Regions from separate parts of the Mus musculus genome. Here region 2 is linked to region 1. Evidence: chromatin contacts called from public Hi-C data. All regions are on one chromosome and are shown on one strand. Each heading gives the region's core, a stretch centred on a gene start, on an enhancer-like site or on the middle of the called end of the contact. The rest is flanking DNA. Distances are from core to core; before and after follow the strand shown. Region 1 overlaps Nbn (nibrin). Region 2 has its middle 66 kb from the start of Osgin2.

The links. A called contact is a pair of places that touch in the nucleus more often than the background predicts.
Region 2: a Hi-C map of bone marrow-derived macrophages shows a contact between it and region 1, with 52 read pairs. The contact joins two enhancer-like sites. A contact is called at or near these places in 7 of 15 datasets of contacts at CTCF or cohesin (CD8 T cells, the G1E-ER4 cell line, the NIH/3T3 cell line and 4 more), 138 of 484 Hi-C or Micro-C datasets (the 3T3-L1 cell line, 3T3-L1-derived adipocytes, the AML12 cell line and 77 more), 9 of 115 datasets of contacts at active chromatin or transcription factors (CD8 T cells, the HPC-7 cell line, astrocytes and 5 more) and 3 of 9 other capture datasets (adipose tissue, bone marrow-derived macrophages and liver).

Annotation. Positions count from the first base shown.
Region 1 is chr4:15,986,840-15,990,607 of GRCm38.p6, reverse strand. It overlaps Nbn (nibrin), which reads right to left. Exons shown (of 16, transcript NM_013752.3): 14 at 1,493-1,606. Among named protein-coding and RNA genes, the nearest start is that of Osgin2, 25 kb to the left of the region's middle. Within about 2 kb of position 1,582, at least 31 of the 459 cell types and tissues checked have an H3K27ac peak or open chromatin away from gene starts, as enhancers often do. A contact at or near this core is called in bone marrow-derived macrophages, where this site is marked.
Region 2 is chr4:16,078,429-16,082,196 of GRCm38.p6, reverse strand. No RefSeq gene overlaps it. Among named protein-coding and RNA genes, the nearest start is that of Osgin2, 66 kb to the right of the region's middle. Within about 2 kb of position 1,761, at least 9 of the 459 cell types and tissues checked have an H3K27ac peak or open chromatin away from gene starts, as enhancers often do. A contact at or near this core is called in bone marrow-derived macrophages, where this site is marked.

The sequences.
Region 1 (3,768 bases), core at 333-2,832:
AGGCGAGCAATCTCCCTTCCTCTTGCTAAATCAGGACGGAGGAGTTTTTGGCCACAATAATTTTCACAAGGCCTCACCAAGCTCCTAACGCACCAGAGTTAGATCAGGGAAAAGCCCCTGCTGCAGGCTCCTTTCTCAAACGACTGCCCAGTCTGACCCTCAAATGTGCAAACCCTAAATCTGGCTCTTGGTGTGCTGGCCTCCTAACCACCTCGTGCCCCCTCATGGACCCTGTGTGCTTGCTTTCTTAGTCAGAACAGAAGGACAAACAGACTCTTCCCCTAAATATGAAAATCTGAGTGGTTTTGTTCCTATTTCTCCTCTGCCTAGAAAGACACCCTCCATTTGTTTTCCACATGTAGTCACGGTCAAAGCCAACTTCTTGAGTATTTACTTAGTGTCTACTACACAATGAGGACCACATTCCAGTCAGGTAGCACAGCGTTAGATTTTGTCTGACTCACAGAAGTGACAACATCACCAGAAACTTTAAGAACTGGCCCAGTGATTGGGAAAATTAAGGGTTTGCAGCATGAGTAGAAGGTCAGACACAGAACAAAGTCCAGATGACGGACAGGAGGTAGTGGGGATAAGCCTAGGGCAAGATGTCACTGTGTGGTGTGCTCAGGTGTGTGTGCATCAGCTGTATACACGCCGAAACCACTGTGGCAACAAACCAAGCATTTGGCGGCATGCACCCAGCATTCACGAAGCACCTCTCTAACTCCCAGGGAAAGCAACTGAAGATGGAAAAGGCCAACAGCTGCACCGTCATTTAACTCCTCCCAAGCATCCAAGGAGCATTGGTGTGTGTTTGGTGCAGCTCCCTTCTCCTTGGTGTACTGGCTGGTTTTATGTGTCAACTTGACACAGGCTGGAGTTATCACAGAGAAAGGAGCTTCAGTTGGGGAAGTGCCTCCATAAGATCCAGCTGTGGGGCATTTTCTCTGTTGGTGATCAAGCGGGGAGGGCCCACTGTGAGTGGTGCCATTCCTGGGCTGGTAGTCCTAAGTTCTATAAGCAAGCAAGCTGAGCAAGCCAGGGGAAACAAGCCAGTAAAGTAACATCCCTCCATGGCCTCTGCATCAGCTCCTGCCTCAGGTCACTAAAGTCACTTAAGTTTCCTTTTAAGATGAATTTACTTGGGACCAGGGAGATGGCTCTGTGGATGAAGGGCATGCTGTGCAAGTATGCTAGCGTGAGAGCCCTGGCACCCACGTAAGAGCTGGGTACACACAGTCATCTTTGCACTAGGGGAAAGATAGGTAGGGGACAGCTGAGCAGCAGCTGGCACTCCAGATTCAGTGAGAGACCCTGTCTCAGAAATAAACAAATACATACAAAAAAGGGTAATAATAAAGGCTCTTGAAATCAACCTCTGTGCACAGGCACCCCCTCACTCACTCTCACACATGCATATGTATCTCCCACACTGACGAGTCACAAAGGCTAAAGTGCAATCCCGCGTGTGGGGGCCTCCCTTTCTACTTACCTCCATTTCCTGTTTCAACCATTCTTCTAACTCGGTATTCTTTCGAGCATGGTGGCCTACTAAGTCTGATCCTCCGATGATGTGTGGAAGCTTTCCTGCCCCAGGAAATGTCGCCTGCAAAAGAGGAAGCAGTGTGGGTAAGCATATTCACAAAGTCAGATAGCTATTTTTTTTAAAAAGAAATAAGATACAAACAGTGGAAGTTGTGCATAAACGTCTAAGGTGTGTATATTCTGTTACCGAAAAGGAGACACAGACGCCTGCGCCACACCCGTGCATTTTCACCCTTTTCTGCTACTACTGTATCTAGGACTAGATATGCCATTAGGACTTTCACATGAATGAAAAACACGTTTTAATTGTAGGTTTTATTTATTTTTTTTTAATTTTTGTTTTGTATTGTTGTTTTGTTTTGTTTTGTTTTGAGACAGAGTTTCTCTGTGTAGCCCTGGCTGTCCTGGAACTCACTCTGTAGACCAGGCTGGCCTCGAACTCAGAAATCTGCCTAACTCTGCCTCCCAAGTGCTGGGATTCAATGCGTGCACCATCACTGCCTGTAGGTTTTATTTTTAAATTACTTTAATTCATTACCTAGCAATCAAAGCAACCCAAAGAAAACAAACTATAGTTTAAAACACTGTACTACTTATTCTAAGTTTTTCAAAGTTTAACCTATAATCCCAGCACTTGAAAGGCTGGGGCAAGAAGATAACACAGTTCAAAGCAAGCCTGGGTACATATCACGTTCCAGGCAACCTCACACTTCATGTAAGACTATCATTAAAAAAAAAAATAGGGCTGGTTCTGGGAGTAAAGGTGCCTGCCATCAAGTCTGTCAACCCGAGTTCAATTCTCATGACTCATATAGTGGAAGAAGAGACATACCTCTCACATGTTGTCTTGTGACCTCCAGACACATATGCTGTGGCATGTGCGTACCCTTACATAGAAAATAAGTAAGCAAGCAAACAAAAAAATAACCCTACATAAATGTTTTTAAATAAAATGAGAAACAGTGTCAGAACTACTGCCCAGCCGGCAGTGTCTGCTTAGCATGCGTGAAGGGCTGAGTTAGATCCCAGCATGGGATGGTGCATTCCTGGAACCCCAATACTCAGGATTGGGTGGGGAAAGGAGCATCAAAGTTCCAGGTATAAGTGTGTAAATGTGTCTGAGCATGTGTGTACACATGTGCACATGCTCATGTATTATTATTTTAATGAAATTACTTTACTTAGGGTAAAAATGTTCCCCCCAAGAGCCATACAGTAACAAAAACCCCAGTACAGACATGAGAAATCTCCTTTTGAGTGGTTGGTCAGAGGAATCCAAGCAATTCCCAAAATAATATGGACTGTTGCCATAGCCCTTGCTTGCCTCCCAGAAGCTGAAGCAAGTCCTTATTGCTGAAAACAGAGTTTCTCTGTGTAGCCCTGGCTTGTCCTGGAACTCACTTTGTAGACCAGGCTGGCCTCGAACTCAGAAATCTGCCTAACTCTGCCTCCCAAGTGCTGGGATTCACTTGAGTTGGAAGAATCAAGCTGGATTTGACCTGGAAGCCTCCTTTCTGAAAACTAGCTATCACAGTCCCAAGTAGGAGCGCCACTGAACAGACTCAGTAGGTTCTACTTATTTATTAATTTCTGTGTGGATAACAATAATAACGAAAGAAAAAGAGGCTTTGACAAGGAGTGGGAAAAAGTGGAAGGACTTGGGGGAGTAAAAGGAAGGGGGAAGTGACATAAATACAGAGCACACATCAGGTCTGACAGTGACAGAGGGAAGTGATGTGATACAGTGCACACATCAGGTCCTACAGTGACAGAGTACACAGTTTCACTTATACTATCCCAACCATGAAACTTCACTACTGACTCTGACTATTTCTTTAACTCTCTTATCTTCATAAAGTCCTGAGGTGAAGAACGATTTCAGGTCGTCACAGAGCAACATTAGAACCCGTGTGACTCTGTCCTTAGTAATAAAGCCTCCTTCATTCTTCAGTTGGGGAAAACAGCAGCCTCAGAACGAAGCAACCAGTCAGTACATTTCTTTCTAAGTGTCCTAGGTTTATTAATAGTTTGTGTTGTCTTTTAGTATTTTTTTTCCCTTCTGTTTGGCGCAGAAGAAATAGAACAGGTTTTCAAAATACTGCTTTTAGAGGCTGGCCAGGTGGTTCATTAGATAAAGGCACATGCTGTCAATCTTAACAATCAAGACTTCATACTCTAGAACCTACACTGTGGAAGAAAAGAACTGACTCCTGCAAGCTGTCT
Region 2 (3,768 bases), core at 512-3,011, 91 kb before region 1:
CAAGAGTACTTTTATATACTTTAATCTGGATTGAATTGTCTCATTTCACCAGCAGAGAAATAGCTTACTATAACCTACAATAGATAACAAAGAATGGGAGAAGTACAAGAGAAATGAACACTGGCTGTTCTCATGAAAGAACAGGGAAGGAATCCTCTTCTAAGAGCCATTCTCTGGGTGAGGTTCCTGAGAGCCACCGTAGAGCTCACTGATAATTGCCTTAATGTTGCCTGAGTTAGTACATGCATTTACCCTTCTTCCTAAATCCTATAGATATGGCAGAGGAGGCAAATTTAATAAAAATAAACCTAGTACATTTTAGAAAATTTAGAGGGGCTTTTGGAAAAACTTGAGTACTTCATGGGCTATAGTGATGCTGGTACATAATGGCTAAATGTCCCCAAGTCCATACCATAAAGAACTTTGAAAGCAAAATATTTTCCCAACAGAATTATGCAGTCACCTCACAGTCAATATATAAGCTGGGATATCCAGCCTTTGGAGACCATATTGATGTCTACAGAACTGGTCAGGCTGCCACTGGGGTCCATACTGGTATCCATGACCCATGCTGCCCCAGAGGCCCTGCTGATGTCTGTGTCCTATGTTGCCTCCAATGGCTATCTATTATGATGGTGTCTGTGGCCCACGCTGCGGCAGGGGTCCATGTTGATGCCCATGCTTTGGGGTTCTGTACTGTCACTGGAGAGCATGCTGAGGTCTGTAGCACATGCTACCAACAGAGGGCTGTGGATGTCTGTGGTCTGTGTTGTCTCAAGAAACCTAGTGGAAGTCCATGATCCATGATGGTGCTGATTGTAAATGGCAGGGAAGGTTGTTTGTCTGTCTGTCTGTCTGTCTGTCTGTCTATTTGTTTGTTATTGCAGTAGTATCAATGACTGCAGACACATTAAAGGTCTCTGTGACAACCCCTAACCCCACTTCCCAAAATAAGTAACAGCCTAGAAAGGAAGCCATCAAAGAGAACTCTTAAGTTTTATGGCAAGGATGCTGAAATGTAGCTCCCCACAATTTATGGCTTCTACTGGGAGTAGGTGGGGAAGGGCTCAGTTTCCTTTAAGGGACAAGCTACTGGGTGTTTAACCATGCTCCCGTGAGCACATGGGTAACACAAATTGACTTTTGTTTTGTTTTCTTAATTTTCTTTTTCTTCTTTTTCTTTTTTTTGGAGGAAGGGTGTCACAAGGGTAATGGAGGTGGACCTTGGAAGACTGAGAAGCAAAAGTGATCAGGGTGCATTATGTGAAATTCCCAAGTAATCAGTACAAATATTATGTTAGGGGGGAAAAAGTGTTTAACAATTCTGATTTCTCTAAAACTATCTGTAACCTGTGTCCTCTACACTCAACCAACCAGGAAGGTGAAATGAAAAGCACCAAAAAGTAGAACTGAACACTACAGAAATACAACAGAGATCACCACTTAAAGTGCCCAGACAAGTAGGTTTAGTATCTGTAGAGTTTCTGGGGAGTTGGAAGTTCTGAACCTATAAAAGCAGAGTAAAGGTGGGCATTGAACATTAAGAGAGATTTCTAAGATTAAGTTTGGGGCCTGGGTTAGCTCAATTATAGAACACTTGCTTAGCTTGTGTTGGGTTCTGGGCTCAACCCCTAGAATGAAGGCAAAATGTCAAACATTTAAAATAAGAAAAATGGTCTTTTAAAAAGGGGAAGCCATGATCGGTGTAAGTCCACATGAAGCCCTGAAGCACAACTCAGGCTTTTGTTACTTTACTTCCTTTTGTGAGCAGGCTTTGGGCTGGTAGACCTGGCAAGGCCAGTTGTGTGACAGGCTTGATGTGAGCAAGCCAGTTAATGAATGATTTCATAACATTAAATGAGGACAATCACATCCTACCAGTGACCAACTGGTAGAAAAATAAGCTAAGAGAAATGTACACCACCACATATACAAATTAAATTATAAACTTCTTAAGATAACCTCTCCTTATTGCCTAGAACACTACCAACTAAGCAATAGAGTCTCAATATTTACTAAATGGTAACTAAATAATTATAATGAACACAGAGTCTGTCTTTAAAAGCATCTGTGAGGGACGGGAGAGATAGCTCAATGGTTAAGAACATTTGATACTCTTGCAGAAGACCTGGGTTCGGTTTCCAACAAACACATGTTGGCTATGAGCTAATCCTTAACTCACTTAGGAATGATAGGGGAGTTTTACTTGGTTACTTAGTACTTTCAAACTGTGAAAGAACTGCTAGAGACTACAGTGACAGGCAAATGCCGAGAAGCATAGATTTATGACATACATCAAACTTCCTCTGTCTGGGAGATTTGTTGCCTCCCAGAACTTAGCTGGATCCCTAAATGACTTTCAGAGTTCAAAGAGCGTTTTTCTTAGCCAGTCCTCCCTCTAAGCTCCTACATTGGCTGATACCAATGGATATTACTCCGCTTCTTAGCTGTCTGCTGCCTTCCCATCTTCGTTATCACTCTTGCACACCAGGCTTCCCACAGAACCCACTCCAAGCATATAGCATGCTGAAAACATCCAGTAAAATATTTCTCAAGAGAGTCACTGGAGTTCTACAAGGGATGAGGAGAGAAAGGCTTTTGACATGAAACTCCAGGAGATTTGTTTTCCACTTGTGTGTGTCATTTGCCAGCTGGGCACCCTGGACCGATTACATAATTGTTCTGGGATCTCAGCTCCAACACTTGTAAAGTGAAATAATTGTAACAGCGTGGGGCACTTGAGAAGTCTTGGTAATGTCAAGTATAAACAAGTCCCACCCAGTGCACAGTTTAAACAACAGTCACCTATGTGTTCACTCTCATTGACATCCTTCTTCAATGTATACCCAGCACATGAGACAAAACTTCTGATGGAGAATGCATAGTCATTGATATGTTCTTATATCTTCTGAAAACATTGTTTTTCAGGGATAACTTAACTGTCTTATACCTGAAAACAATTCTCCACTAAATACTGAAAATAGAGTGTTGGAGAAATCAGATCTCTGTCTTACAAGAAATAAAATACCCAGGTGCCCGGTGGCCACACTCAATTCAGAGACCAGCTAATTGTGCATGTACCATTTCCCCTTTAGATTATCCTTTATTTTCTAGTTTACATTTTAACTGGTTATAAACTTTCTTTATTTCTTTTTTTGTTTGTTTGTTTGTTTTTGTTGTTGTTGTTTTTCAAGACAGGGTTTCCCTGTGTAGCCTTGGCTGTCCTGGAACTCACTTTGTACACCAGGCTGGACTCAAACTCAGTAATCCTACTGTTCCTGCCTCCCAAGTGCTGGGATTAAAGGCGTGCACCACCACTGCCAGGATTTCTTTTTTTCTTATGTCTTTTCTCCATCCTCCATAGTCTGCATCTTTGATAATATTTGCATAATAATGAACAGAAACTGTCACGAATGAAGGTGAGTGACATTTAGCCTCACTTAGGGTTTCTGATGTGGTAAGACTTCTTAGATCACCAGAATAAATGACGAATTGCGTGTGTCTCTGTGACAGATGTATGGTCTGTGGCTAACTTCCATCTGAAATGGAAAAGTCTAAAAACATTTCTCTAATTCCCATTTGTGGTCACTTAAGGTCTACTTGAAAACTAATTCTTTGAAATTTGTAAAAAAGGGGAAACTAAAGAACAGATATAAATCTTTTTATAAGTCAAAAAAGCAAAAATTGTCACATTAAACTTTAAAGATAAATTTTTCTTTGGGTATTTTCATCAATTAAAAAAAATGGCAATTTTGGGGCTGGAGAGAT